Linked DNA regions of Sus scrofa: region 2 is linked to region 1. The links are chromatin contacts, called in public promoter capture Hi-C maps. All regions are on one chromosome and are shown on one strand. The core of a region is the stretch at or near the end of the contact, and the rest is flanking DNA. Distances in the headings are between cores, read along the strand shown. Region 1 holds the start of ZNF565 (zinc finger protein 565). Region 2 holds the start of ZNF260 (zinc finger protein 260).

Region 1 (7,796 bases), core at 1,533-4,032:
GGTTCGGTCCCTGCCCTTGCTCAGTGGGTTAACGATCCGGCGTTGCCGTGAGCTGTGGTGAAGGTTGCAGACGTGGCTTGGATCCCGAGTTGCTGTGGCTCTGGCGTAGGCCGGTGGCTACAGCTCCGATTAGACCCCTAGCCTGGGAACCTCCATATGCCGCGGGAGCGGCCCAAGAAATAGCAACAACAACAACAACAAAAAAGACAAAAGACCAAAAAAAAAAAGAATACAGAAAACTTCTCCTCATTCTTTTTTAAAGCTGTAAGTTACTGTTGTTTACACATGCCATAATTTTATCACACTAATATCCTACTGATGAGCATAAATTGTCTCTCCCTATGTGAAACAGTGCTGCAATGAGCAACTTTGTACCTGTGTCACTTCATGTAAATTCGGGTATATTTGTAAAATTTCCATCTGTGAAATAACTAGGTCATTAAACACTGAGGAATGGCCCTTCATAAGCCTGTTTCCTTCTAATAACAATACTATTTTAATTTATGAGGACCTAAAATGTTATTGTTAGGCTCCCACCTCCCTATACCCTAAATGCTTTTCTTTTTCAGAGCTCTACCGGCTATTCTAGCTTGTCTATTTTTCCACATGAAGTGCACAATCAGCTTATTTAGGTCCAAGAGAAAAAAAACCAAAAACCTATGGATACTTTTACTGGGATAACATTAAATTAATAAATTAATTTGGGAGTTCCCACCATGGCTCAGTGATAACGAACCCAACTAGTATCCATGCGGACATTGGTTCGATCCCTGGCCTTGCTCAGTGGGTTAAGGATCCGGCGTTGCTGTTGCTGTGACTCTGGCATAGGCCAGCAACTGCAGCTCTGATTCGACTGCCCCTAGTATGGGAACTTTCATACGCCACATGTACTGACGTAAAAAGCATAAAAACCCCAAACCCTTGAATTTATCCACCTTTTTTTTTTTTTTTTTTTTTTTTTTGGTCCTTTTACGGCCACAGGTGTGGCATATGGAAGTTTCCAGGTTAGGGGTCGAAACGGAGCTGCAGCCCATGGCCTACGCTAGAGCCACAGCAACGCCAAATCCAAGCCAAGTCTGTGACCTACAATGCAGCTCAAGGCAACACCAGATCCTTAACCCACTGAGCAAGGCCAGGGATTGAACCCAAGTCCTCAAGCATACTAGTCTAGTGCATTACTGCTAAGCCACGATGGGAAATCTTGCACACACTTCTTTATGAGAAATTCCCACTGAAAAACATTGTATATTTATTTGTTCACATCTTATGTTACCCCCGAAAGCAGTATTCTAAAGTTCTTTTCCAATAGTTTTAAACGTTTCTTAAATTTACTCCTCGATTTTTAAAAGACAGTTCGTGTAAACAGTGGTCTTCTACTATACCTTCTACCTGACTGTTGTTTATTTGAAGGCTACTGATCTACAGACACTGATTTGGTAACCAATTATTTAACTCTCTTATTATTTAAAACCTTGAAGGACAACTGTGGGTTATCCTTAATAATAGTATCTCCCTTTCTTCACAAAACCCATACAACCTGAGAACACTTCCACGCATTTAGGAGTTAGTACACCTAACTAGTTCGGATTCATGGATAAACACTGCAGCAAGTTTGTTTGTTTTTTTTTTTCCCCAAAGAACGAGGATAACTGTGTTTATCCTAGAACCCCAGACCCTTGACTTCCTAGTACTCTGCTTTCTGCGATATGTTGACACTACTTCTCAAAAGGTAACGCTGATATCTACTCTACCTAGGCTTAACAGCAGCCCTATTAAAGTTCCTCAAAGATCAGAATATTTGAGACCGTTTGAAACAGGGTCCCCATAACAAAAAGTTCCTTTGAAATATTTCTGCTTGTTTAAAAAAAAAAGCAATAAGTCACGATGATTTGCATTGTACCTAATTAATAAGAAATGTATTTTATAGAAAAGCATATTTTAAAATTAATTACCACTTGGTGCTTAACCCCCTTCCAATCTGCAAGTAAATTAGGTATTCCAGGAAGATGGCACCGTTATTATCAGCACTTTCGACAAGAGAAGTGCCGCTCGGACGTTATCTCAATGCCGGTCTCCCTCTTAGACGCAAGCCATACATACCCTGAGCCCAGTTTCTTCCTCAATGTTCTCAAACATTTAGTCTAACTTGCGGTCAAACTCAGGGTCACGCACACTCGAACCCTCCTCAGAGGCCCCCACCCCCACCCCACACGTAGACTAGAAGCTCTAAAACCCACTCCCCTTCCTCGCGCCGCACCCCAATAGATCTGGAATCCTTCCCCTCAACCTCCCCGACCCTATCGGCCCAAGACGTCCACATCCCACCTCCTATTTTCGCGCCACGTGGACCCAGGGGCCGGACTGACCCGCGGACAAAGACCAAAATGTCCACTCGGTATGCTGCGCCTGCGCACTCAGAGGGCGAGTGAGCACTCCCAGAAACCCCCGCGACGCAGCCCGCACGGTCACCGCGGCCAAGCCCAAGCTGGTGTCTGGTTACCTTCTATCAAAGCAATGCCGCTTTTCCGGCCTTGAACTACATTTCCCTTAATGCTTTGCGGGTCGACACCCAGTATCTCCTTCTGCCTTTCCTATACGAATGTTGCGGCCACGTCCTTTGATTATGAGGCTCTCAGGTCAAGTAGTCCTACCTTGGGGGGATATCAGCTCAAGCCTGGTGGACGTTTGGAGCTGGAACCCTCCTCTTTGAAGCAGTGTCATATAGGCCGAGCTCTGACTTTCTGGTTTGAGGACGCCATCATGTCTCTGGCTGGTCTGGTCCTGGACTACGTTTCCCAGAGTCCACAGCGGCCCAGCGTTACGTGTCTCTTGACGTCGTGGCGAGATCGTTTGCTCCGCCGGGACCCGGACGCGACCAAGGGGAGGCAGAAGGTGAGGGGTCTGGGAGTCTGGGGCGGGGACGGGGCGTGTCCAGAGCCTTGGGTTTGTGCGCGCTGGCGGGAACGGGCTGAGGATGCGCTATTTTGAATGTGTCTTTGTGTGTCATGGTGGTGAGTAGATTGTGTAACTGCGTTAGTGGTGTGATTGTGCCTGTGTATACGGGTGTGGAGGTGTCTATGATTGTGTAGTTGTGTCCTGTGTGTGTTAAGAGTGGATGTGTGGTTGTGTCCGTGTGACACTATTTTGTGCAGCACCAATTTTGTGGGTGTGAGGTCCCTGTGACTCTAGTGCTCTGACAAATTATAGCCCTGAACAGCGAGCATCTGTAACACCGAGATTGGGCATCTTCTGTGCCCTCCCTCCTCCTGTGTAGGACGGGTGGGCGATGACCCATTAAAACTGCCCTGGCTCCTCATGATTGCTTTTTCTTGACTCTTCTCTAAGACATACATTGAAAGGAGAAGGAAAGAACTATTGTTGAACATCCAGAAGCCAAGCTGTCCGTGCATCAAGTTTTCTTCTTCCCCTGAAACCCTTCTTTCTCTACGTGTGTTAAAAAAGCAAAACAAAAAATTCAGCCAAATAAACGTGAAAATTAATTGTCCTTATTTAACAGTTCATGAATCGGGCAGGATCCTATCTAGCAAACGGAGAGATACTCCAAGGAGATGTACAAAATCGAAAGTTTTCATAGGCAGTAGGAAAGTGGGGCAAGGAAGTTACTAGCAAAAGAAAAGAAAGCATTGTTTTAGGCCCGGTCACCTTTTAGGGGAGGGGAACGGCTAGGGTTTTATCATGCAAATTATCTCTCTGGTGCTAACCAGGAAATTCCAGATTGATTGTTTAAAGATTTAACACATTCTTGAGAAAGCCTGAAACTAGAAATAAGTCTTGGTTTGTTATTGTGGGGACAAATGACACCATTTGGGGCTTGTTATTTCCTTTCAACACGTGCTTTTCTTTCCTCCTTCTGAAACTTCTTACTTAACACAGATAAGACACCACCACCCTGCCCCGGGAGAAACTAGTGTCTGGTATTTGCCTTTGAGTAAATTTCTGAGTGCCATGAAGGTGAACTGAAGGACCCACACCCTCTTTGCTCCCTGCACACCTAATGTTCATCTACAATTTTTTAAACATTTGAATTGGCTTTAGATTTAAAACTGCTACAAAAAAAGATTTCTCCAAATACTCTTAACCCAGTTTCTCTATAGGTTACCATTTTACATAATCACAGTACATGGTCAAAATTAGATTAACACTCATATATTATTAATCACTAATCTACAAACCTTATTCAAATTTCATCGGTGTCTTTAGGGTCCTTTCTGGATAAGGATCCAATCCAGGATCATATATTGCCATTGATAATTCTCCTTAGTCTTCTTTAAACTGGCATAGTCACTTAAGTCTTTCCTTGTCTTCCATGACCTTGAGAACTGGCCATTTTGTAAATTCTGCAATGTAGTCTTCCTCAATTCGAGGTTGTCTGATACTCCATAATTAAATTCAGGTTATGCAGTTGAAGCAAGACCACCCCAAGAGGAATGTATTCTTCTCAATGCATCTCATTGAGAGTCCCATGAGATCAATTTGTCTCATTGTTAGCGGTGTTAACTTTAATTTGCCAGGTTTCTCCACTGCAAAATCATTCTTTTCCCTTTATAGTTAATGTATCTCATGGAGAAAGACTTTGCCTATAAATATGCTGTTTATCAATCTTTCACCAACTGCATCCATTGCTAATTCTATTTCTTTTTCTTTTTTTTTTTTGTCTTTTGTCTTTTTAGGGCCACACCAGCAGCTTATGGAGGTTCCCGGGCTAGGGGTCTAATTGGAGCTGTAGCTACGGGCCTACAGCACAGCCACAGCAACGCCAGATCCAAGCCACATCTTCGACCTACACCACAGCTCCTGGCAACACCAGATCCTTAACCCATGAGTGAGGCCAGGGATCGAACCTGTGTCCACATGGATGCTAAGTCGAGTTCGTTAACCTCTGAGCCACAACGGGAACTCTGCATTGCTAATTCTTACCTGAGAATTTATTACCAAGTATCTGCCAGATGGTGATTTTTTTTTTTTTTTTTTGGCTTCCATTATTCCTTCTACATTTATTAATTAGAATCCTGTTAGAAATAGATTTTCCAGAGTTCCCGTCATGGCTCAGTGGTTAACAAATCCAACTAGGAACTATGAGGTTGCAGGTTCAATCCCTGGCCTTGCTCAGTGGATTAAGGAGCCAGAGTTGCCGTGAGCTGTGGTGTAGGTCACTGACGCGGCTCAGATCCCGAGTTGCTGTGGCTGTGGTGTAGGCCGGCAGCTACAGCTCCAATTAGACCCCTAGCCTGGGAACCTCCATATGCCTCAGGTGCAGCCTAGAAAAGACAGAAAAAAAGAAATAGATTTTCCTTCTCCCCATTTAATTTTTTCACTAACTTACAAAAGTATAGTCTGAATTTTACTTTTTAAATTTTTGGGGGATTGTGCCCACGGCCTGTGTAAGTTCCTGGGCCAGGGATTGAACCCTTGCCACAGCAGCGACCTGAACCAGTGCAGCAACAATGCAAAATCCTTAACCTACTGCACCACAAGGGAACTCCTGGGAGGGGGTTAATATATATTACAGGTTATAATCCATTACTGTCACTACTTTATTACTGAAATTGTCCCAAATTTGGCCACTGGGAACCTCTTTGGATTGGCTCCTATGTCCTTCCAACAAATCCCCTTTGTTTTATTTTTTTTTTTAGTACTTCTTTATTTTCCTGCACCATAAGATGTTCCAGGTTGATATTGTACTTTCCCAGGCCCAGTCCTGTAATGAGAAGTTTCCTAGGGATCACTGGCTCCTTTTATTAGAAAATTATATTTAGAAACCAAGATTAGATGTGCTTATTGCTACTGGGATTGTTATTACTTCTTGACTTTTTCAGGGTTTTCTATATATAAGATTATGTCATCTGAACAGAGATACATTTTATCTCATTCTTTCCAATTTGAATGCTTTTTACTTCTTTTTCTTGCCTAATACTTCCAGTATTAGGCTGATAGGCATATTTTCACACATATCCTTTAAGGCTATTTTTACACCTTTTTTGTATGTGTGAATTAGCCATCTCTTTTTCTTACTTACTTTTACTGTTTTTTTGTTTGTTTGTTTGTTTTTCCGGCTTTTTTGATACTTTGTCACAGTGGTTAAGAATTCTTTTCATATTCGGATACTAGTTCATCATCTGTAATGTTCATTGCAAGTTATCATCTCCTGGTTTGACAGTTGTCTTTTGACTTCATTTATGGTGGGTTTTTTTGTTTGTTTGGTCTTTTTAGGGCCATAGCTGCAACATATGGAGGTTCCCAGGCTAGGAGTTGAATGGGAGATACAGCCTACACCACAGCCACAGAATCTCAGGATCCGAGCTGAATCTGGGACTACTCCATGGCTCATGACAATGCTGGATCCTTAAGCCACTGAGCAAGACCAGGGATCAAACCCATATCCTTGTGGATACCAGTCGAGTTTGTTACTGCTGAGCCACAACAGGAACTCCCCGTTTGTGGTATTTTTTTGCCATTGAATATTTTTATGTAGTAGATTACCAATATTTTCCTTTACAGCTTCTGGATTTTGAAAGCTTTTCTCGGCCTAAGGATTAAAGGGGAATTTACCTGTGTTATCTTCTAATAACCGTATGATTTTTGTTTTGTTTTGTTTTTTAAGAGCCACACCCAAAGCATATGGAGGTTCCCAGGCTGGGAGTCAAACCGGAGCTACAGCTACCAGCCTACACCACAGCTCACAGCAACGCTGGATCTTTAACCCACTGAGTGAGGCCCGGGACTGAACCCACATCTTCATGGATCGCATTTGGGTTCGCTAACCACTGAGCCATGATGGGAACTCCTAATAACCTATGGTTTTTAAGAAATAAAATATTGCCTGCCATATCAGTAAACAAAAAGTGTCACAGTCACCAACAATTGCAGCCACCTCCAAGGATAAGCCAGTGAGCCCTGAAGGAACTCAGGATGGAAACCTAGAATAGCTGCTATCTAGCAGCCCTCAGACTACAGCCATTCCCAAAGGATGAGCCCTAAGGAAACTCAGGATGTGGAAACCCAGGATATTGGCCCCAGATAGCAGAGATGCATATCAAATGAATGATTTGGGTGAGCCCAGACCTTTGCATCCTCTGAGCAGATTTCTCAGGGTTACTTGAGATGCTGCCTCCCAGGCTTAAGTCCTCATTTTGCCCCAAATAAAACTTAACTCTCAACTTTTACGTTGTGCCTATATTTTTTTTTTTAGTCAACAATTTAATTTTTTACATTTAGCACCCTGAGCCATTTGGAATGTAATTTTGTGTATGGAATGGGGTTATGGATTTAATTTTATATTTTCAAAATGGCTATCCAGTTTTTCCAGAACCATTTACGAAAAATTTTAATCTCTGGGAGTTCCTGTCTGGCTTAGCAGAAACAAGTCCAACTAGTATCTCTGAGGATGCAGGTTCAATCCCTGGCCTCGCTCAGTAGGTCAGGGATTCAGTGTTGCCGTGAGCTGTGGGGCAGGTCACACACGCGCGGCTTGCCTCATGGCTATGGCTGTGGCATAGGCTGGCAGTTGTAGCTCCGATTAGACCCCTAGTCTAGGAACTTACATATGCTGCAGATGTGGCCCTAAAAAGAAAAAAAAAAAATTTGTGCCAGTGATTTGAAATGCTATCATATACTAAATTTCCGTACATGCTTGGTTCTGCTTCTAGGGCTTCTGTTTTCTTCCAGTTTGTCTCTTTATGCATTACTACCACACTTTTCATTATAGAGGCTTACGGTACATTTTAACGTCTATTACAGCTAGTTTCCTGATACTCATTTTTTACTGTCAAATTGTT
Region 2 (7,796 bases), core at 3,937-6,436, 280 kb before region 1:
GAATGAATGCTTAAGGAAAGGAGTCTTGGTGTATAGGGAGAAGTGAAAAATGGAAAATGTTAGCGGGGGAAGATGTATAAAATTTATGCTGTGAAAGTCATAAAATTGAGACTACAAATGAGGTAGAGAGGCTTGCAGCCAGAACAGAGGTTAGAGGACCGACCAGTCCTCCAGAATCTGAGAAAAGAAAAGCATCAGTCCAGGCAGAGTATTTGAAAATGTTATTTAGGTTTCTAAAGAATTCCCACCAATTTTCACTTCACAAGATAAAGGCTGATAAGCAAATCTCCTCAAAAAAAAACTGCAGATGGAGTTCTTGTCGTGGCTCAGTGGAAATGAATCTGACTAGTATCCATGAGGACGCAGGTTCAATCCCTGGCCTTGCTAAGTGGGTTAAGGATCTGGCGTTGGGTGAGCTGTGGCATAGGTTGCAGATGCAGCTTGGATTTGGCATTGCTGTGGCTGTGGCTTAGGCCAGTGGCTACAGCTCTGATTCGACCCCTAGCCTGGGAACCTCCATATGCCGAGTGTAGCCTTAAAAAGACCAAAAAAAAAAAAAAAAAAGCAGATGTTGCAGACTCACTGAATAATTATAATGAACCTTTATCCCATTCATACCTGCTACGTTCTTTCTTACTTACCTGGAGAACACCTCCTTTACATTTTTCCTCAATCATCCATTGCTCTTCTTGTTTGATCTGGTGACTTAAAATTTAAAATACTGACATGGGGCTTGGGTGTTACTGTTGAAGGTCAAAGCTGCATCCCAGAATTCAGGCTGAGCCCTTAGGACCCTCAAAGGACATGAATGATAAAAAAAAGCATAGCTATGAGGATGCACAAGTAACTGGCCTGTGAAAAAGAACAAAGTAGAGATGATCCTTTGGCTTAGAAGCTGGAGCATATACATAAATGTGAGCACAAGGAAAAAAAGAGTATTTCTAATTTACATCTTAGGCCAAACCCATTACGCCATTTAAAGGCTCCACACACTTCAAAATACGGGAAAGAGAAGGAACCTTATTTTCAGAATTTAGGTTATACAGAGACACTACAAAACTGAGTTGCTAGTTAGGTAAAATCACAACCTGTACAGGTACCTTTGAGCAGGTGTCACTTGTAGCCCTGCTCCTGATTTTTTTCTTTTCATTTCTTTTTTCTTTTTTTACAGCCACACCTGTGGCTCATGGAAGTTTCCATGCTAGGGGTCAAATCTGAGCTGCGGCTGCTGGCCTACACTGCAGCCACAGCAATGCCAGGTGCAAAATGCATCTGTGACCTATGCCACAGCTTGCAGCAACTGACAGATACTTAACCCATGAGCGAGGCCAGGGATCAAACCTGCATCCTCACGGAGACTACATCAGGCCTTAACCCAGTAAGCCACAATGTGGCTCCCGTGCTCATAACTGAATAGTCCAGTCACAGTTTTGAATATTATTTCCTCCCACAACCCTTTTCACATAAATGTGGAGTCACCAGCACTGAGTGATATGGATAAAATGTAAAGGAAATTACTCTGGAATTATTCATGGCCCAGAGTTCTTAAAGGTTTTAGAAGCCTAATATTTTACCTAGGTGATGTTACTCTAGGAGAAATTAAATATTTTAAGTGTCCTGTAATTATATGATCATTCAATTCATTGGTTCCGCAAATATATTTATCACTGATTATATACTGATGAGACCATGGTCTCCAATTTGTAATGGGGTGTGACAGATAAAAGGGGTCAAACTTTCTTAGAAGCTCTTCCTTTATTCCAATGTAGAAATGCTTAGAATATGGTCAGATAGTGCTATGAATTGATGAAAACAATACAGAAGGCGAAAGGATGGAGGCAAACCACAGGAGGAAAGAGGTAAAAGTGTGACATAAGGAGTCTGAAGTGACTATGCATCCTCCTGATGGAGCTGTACATTATTAGGCAGCTGGATATATGGATGAGGTGTTCAGAAAAGCCTCAATAGGGGTGGTCATTTGTTACTGCTCTGGGTCAGCTGAAGCCATAGCAGTGGAATTTTGTTACTCATAGAGTTGTTAGAGGTGAAAAAAAAAATGATCAAAGTCAGAAACTTAGGAATACTAATATATAGGGACAAACAGAAACATAAGTCACTAATGGAGGGGAGTTGTTCCTTGGTTTTGATTGAAATTATAAAAATGAGAATAGTATCATGGAAGTCACGGAGACATTAAAAACTAAGGCAATGATAAACATACGAAAAGGAATGAACATAGAAATCTATCTAATTCCTCTATCCCAGTTAAAAATGGAAATGTACAAAACAGGGAAGCAAAAATGCGGTTCTTGGAGTTCTCCTGTGGTGCAGCGGGTTAAGGATCTGGCATTATCACTGAAGTAGGTTGAGTTGCTACTGTGGCATTGGTTCAACCCCTGACCCAGGAACTTCCATGGCTGCCCCAGATGCAGCCAAAAACACCCTAAAATGTGATTCTTATCCCTGCCCTAGCTGCTGCAGCCCCCCACAACTGTTTTTATTTTCTCTGTAAACTTCAGAAGTTTCTTCATGCAGTTACAAATATACATTTTTATCCCCACTTACTAAAAAAAAATAGTGTATTACACCAAACACTTTACTTTCTTCATGTAGCAAAATACATTGCAGGCTTTTAAAATCTAACATATGACATATATTTCCATTCGCTTGTCTTTTAGCTCCTTCATTAACATTTAAAAATAATCTTCATATAAGTTTTACACATTTGCTCTTTATCCCTAGGTGTTTTATCTGATTTGTTGCTATGCAAATAAAGTAGTCTTCTTGATAACTCTTACTGATTACTTTCAGTATTTATCAAAGCTATTATGTCTATACATGAATTTTTATACTGATACTTTTTCACTTTATTGAAAACTATTTTGTGTTATACCGAAAGAAATTGTAGATAGGGAAAATAAAAATTCGTTTCACTACATTTACAAAAGGCTATTTGGTTTGGGGAAAGCCTGGTCCAATTAGTGTGACTGCCATGATTCTTGACAAACTAGGGAGTCTTAAGTCGGTTACTTGATTTCTCCACCAAAGACTGGACAACTTGCTTCCCAATTCTGTGCTGTCTGCACTAGTACAAACTACCTCGCCTAAAGCTATTCCTTAGTCCAGGAATTCTCAATGCAGCCTCACCAAAATGCCTCCAAAAAATTAAGAAAAGTCAATACCTAGGTGTAGTTTAGACATCCATTAATAAGTTTTCCGGAAATCTTTCCCCTTAGATTTTTTTAAAATGATGATATTGTTTTCTACTCCACAATGAGTCTTTTATATAAAAATCGCTTTAAAAATTACTTATCCGCACAATTGTTTAGCTTTCTCCCTTTCTCACCTTTCATAGAAACAGATGCTCCAGAAAGATGCATCCTTATTACCATTATTTTTAGAAAGTGAGGTTTAGATGATACTACCCCACTAAGCTCACAATGCCACCCACTAACTTGGAACTACACAAGTTGCAACTCTACAACTGTCACACCCTTGGTCGCCCACACGCGAACCCGCCCCAGTTTCCTTCTGTACCCCTGCCCCCATCCACATGAGCTTTGAACAATGCACGTCACAGAAGGCGATTCTTCCCGTTCAATTTTCCCAGCCCAGTCGTAGGCTCCGCGAAACCTCTCCTATAAACTCCCGCTGACTGGATTGTAAGCCCAGAAACCTAGATCCCGCACCCAGATCTGACCGCCGCAGAACCAAAAACAAACTCACCAGCAGACAAAGACGACGATGGCGAGCCAGAAAGCTTGCGCCTGCGCACTCCTTGGGCTGGGTAGCACTCCCAGAGGTCTCCTGGGCTTCAACAAGCCCCGGCTCACTACCCTGCGGAGTCCGATGATGTTGGTCGGTCGCCCACTTTGGTGACTGTGGACTACATTTCCCAGAAGTTTCAGTGATTCCAATCGTCTTTCGCGCTTTCTCAACTCCACCATAGCTTTGGCACTGTCTCCCTTGTCGGGGGACAAGTGTCTCTAGGCTGAGCCTCAGGACTTAGGTAAATAACATTCTACCTGTGTTAGGTCTACTTCTGGGAGAGGGCAGTGATATGCCTCGGGTTATATACAATAAGCTCACTTTAAGCACGCTGGGGTGATTCCCACTAGAAGCCACAGTGCCAGGGTATGCCAGGAGCGCCAAGCTCCAGGGCGCGTTTGAGGTTGGGGGCGAGCAGGGGTGAAGAATGGAGTGGTGGGCGGATCTCTTTGGCCGGGTTCACCCCCGGCGCCATCTTGTCCCTCGCGAGTGCGGCGCTCAACTACATTTCCCAGAGGGCGCCGCGGTCTCCGGCGGCGGCTCTGAGCGGAGCTCTTCGGCAGCCGGGCCTTAGTCTCGAGTGGTTGAGCCCGGCCGCTGATGCCCTGCGCGGGAGATTGGAGGTGAAACGTCTGTCTCGCGGAACCGGGATCAAGACTTGTTTTAAGTCTGTTCAGGCGGAATGGGCGGGTTTGGGGAGGGGAGTGTCGGTTATGAAGTTGTGTGTGACTCTGTGCTTCAGTGATGTGTCTTTTTTTTGTGACTGTGTGTGATACCGTGTTTATGTATGTGAGGAGTTTTACGTAGCGAGTCGCCGTGGTGTGATACTGTGTGTCCCTGTGGTAGGTGTGTGAATTTTTTCTAAATGACCATGTGTTCCTCTTTGTGTGCAGGCATAGGGAGTTTTGTGATTGTGCTTCTGTGACTGCGTCCCAACGGAAACTGTGTGGCACTGTGCGGAGGGAAGAATTTATGACTGAGGTTGTTACCTTTGTGTCTAGCGGTAGATATGTGACTGTGCAGCACTGGATGCGTAAATTTGAGGGTCGGCACTGTGTGTCACGTATAGTCATATGTGAGAAACGGGATGGCTCTTCCCCTTAGCAGTAAAGACCTTGAATATGATATTGAGGTTAAAGTGGAAGCCTAGATCTTCTCTGTTAGCCTTCCTCTTTTGGGGGCGGGAGGGCAAGGGAGTAAGGTGACTTTATCATTTGGACCCCAAGAAAGGTTCGGGAGTTCCCTTCGTGGCGCAACAGAAACGAATCCGACTAGGAACCATGAGGTTGCTGTTGATCCCTGGCCTCGCTCAGTGGGTTAAGGATCCGGCGTTGCGGTGAGCTGTGATGTGGGTCGTAGGCTGGCAGCTGTAGCTCCGATTGGACCCCTAGCCTAGAAACCTCCATATGCCGCGGGTGTGCCCTAAAAAAAAAAAAAAAAAGTTGTTCTTGCCCATCTCGGTCTATTAGCGGCTCATTGGGTCTGTCCCTTGTAGTGCGGAGCCAATAAACACACCACGTGCTTTCGATTAAAGCAGAAGCATGTATTACTTGTGACAAGTAAGGAGACAGGGAGATAGCTCTCAAAGCACTGTTTCTCCAGAGCTGGAGGGAGAAGTTTTAAACCCGGGGTGGGGGTGAGGGGCAATGCATAGTCTCGAAAAGGCAGGCATATTAAAGAGGCAAAGGTTACTCTAGGTTGCCAAAATCTGTAAGCAAACATGTGTTTTGGTTGTTTGTTCCCACTAATTTTTTGAAACATGTGGTGTTTGGAACTTTATGCAATTTAACGGTTTCTGCAAAACCAAGCACACTTTGGTTTAACCCCATTTTTTACTTACTGCTGTCTAGCTAACATAGTCCTCTTCCAAGAGAAATCTCAGAGGAGGAGAAAATATTAGTTGTGACATCTAAAAGTCTTTTTAAAGGTGACGATATTTTCGCTTTGTTTTTTTCAGGAAGTGATTTTTTTTTTCTTGGCAAACGCATAACAAAGACCCGTCATTAACCTGGAACCTAGTATTTCTCTTTGGAAACGTCTTCCTTGAACTTCCTAATTTTTAAAATTAATATGGCAAACAGTTTATCTTGTGTGCTATTTTGTTTTTACACGTGTACACATATGAAGATATATAGATACATATATATTTTTTATGTTTTCATTTAAGTGATGTTATTATAACTTCTCACATAATTGAGTTATTTGAGAATATTTTATTATTATTATTATTTTTTTGTCTTTTGTCTTTTTGTTGTTGTTGTTGTTGTTGCTATTTCTTGGGCCGCTCCCGCGGCATATGGAGGTTCCCAGGCTAGGGGTCCAGTCGGAGCTGTAGCCACCAGCCTACGCCAGAGCCACAGCAACGCGGGATCCGAGCCGCGTCTGCAACCTACACCACAGCTCACGGCAACGCCGGGTCGTTAACCCACTGAGCAAGGGCAGGGGCCGAACCCGCAACCTCATGGTTCCTAGTCGGATTCGTTAACCACTGTGCCACGACGGGAACTCCTATTTGAGAATATTTTTAACATTAGTGTTGTTTTATTGTATGTGTGACTAACGCAGTATCCAGTCTGTATTGCTACAAACATCCTGATTTTGGAGTTCCTGTTGTGGTTCCATGAGGACGCAGGTTCTATCCCTGGCCTCAGTCAGTGAGTTAAGGATTCAGTGCTGCCTTGAGCTGTGGTGTAGTTCACAGAGGCGGCTTCAATCTGGTATTGCTGTGGCTGTGGTGTAGGCCGACAGCTATAGCTCTGATTTGACCCCTAGCCTGGTAACCTCTATATGCCGCGGGTGCAGCCCTAAAAAGACCAAAAAAAAAAAAAAATCCTGATTTTGTTTGAAGGGGCACTGTGCCCAGCTTAAAGAGAAACGAATAGGAAAAAACAAACAAACAAAAAAACCCCTCCACGTTTTATCTTATCTTATAGATGTAAACAAAAGCTGTTAGATTGGGTTTCTTAAACAGTTCTTTAAAGAGGGGTGTGGGACAGGCTCAGTGGGCATGTATGCTTTTGACTTCCTTTCTCTTCCTTCCTGTGGATATTGTGTTGCATATGGAGCAACCATCTTATAAATGTATTTATGAGGAAAAGAAGAGAATTTACAGTATTATATTAAATGAAAATAGAGGACTTTAAATGGTATATATTGTATATGTTATTTAGTAACCAAAAAAAAAAAAATGTACTCATAGATGCATGAGTCTTGTAGCATGTAATTGTCTTCATCATGATGTTGATTGAGATAAAAATGCACAGTGTGAGAGCTGTGAGTTTCAGTTTTATTTGGGGACTTAACTGGGGACTGTAGCCCAGAAGACAACCTCCAAGATAGCTCTGAGAAACTGCTCTGAAGAGATGAAGGGGTATGTGCAATTAAGGATATATCTCGGTAGAAGGTTACTGCTAGTTACAAGGAACAGATATCTCAATTAATGATTTTAGTGCTTTTCTAAGTATGGGAAGATGCAAGAATCCAAGTTCATTAAAAAATTCACCTGAAATAGTCCTAATTATCTAAAGGTCCATTTTTACAGAGCACAGAGTGACTCATTCTGAATTCCTTTCAGGGTGTATTGTACATCAGTGACTTTAGTGGCTAATGACTTGATTCTTGTAGAACTGAATGGTGGGCAACATTCTTTGTTTTACATTTACCCCCTTTTGTTCATAAATTCAAGGTTTGGGAGACATTTTGTGACCAATTTGTCCCGCCCTGCTAGTGTTACCGGAATTTTGCCTGTCTGCCAGTGCCGAATTGAAACGCAGAGACAGTTTTGGGTAAAGGAGAAAAAAAAAATAGCTTTATTGCTTTGCCAGGCAAAGGAGGGCCACAGCAGGTTAATGCCTTAAAGACTGTGCCCCCCTCTTGGGAAGGATTGCAAGAAGTTTTATAGCTAAAAGGAGAAAAACAGGTTTCTGGATAAGAATCAGGGTTGGAGGTAAATATACATTCTTTCTTTAGGGGTGGAATCTGTAGTCATCGAGGTTGGTGTCATGAGATCTCAGCATGACCCTGGTGAT

Evidence for each region. Promoter capture Hi-C pulls out the DNA fragments that hold promoters and counts their contacts.
Region 2: a contact with region 1 is called in a promoter capture Hi-C map of liver, with 3 times the contacts expected there. The contact joins the promoter of ZNF260 here to the promoter of ZNF565 in region 1. A contact is called at or near these places in 1 of 5 promoter capture datasets (liver), 1 of 47 Hi-C or Micro-C datasets (heart right ventricle) and 1 of 2 datasets of contacts at active chromatin or transcription factors (alveolar macrophages).

What each region holds. Positions count from the first base shown.
Region 1 is chr6:45,571,952-45,579,747 of Sscrofa11.1, reverse strand. It overlaps ZNF565 (zinc finger protein 565), which reads left to right and starts at 2,782. Exons shown (of 6, transcript XM_021097171.1): 1 at 2,782-2,892. It overlaps ZNF146 (zinc finger protein OZF), which reads right to left. Exons shown (of 7, transcript XR_002345320.1): 5 at 2,652-3,444.
Region 2 is chr6:45,855,464-45,863,259 of Sscrofa11.1, reverse strand. It overlaps ZNF260 (zinc finger protein 260), which reads right to left and starts at 5,186. Exons shown (of 5, transcript XR_002345315.1): 1 at 3,727-5,186; 2 at 642-852.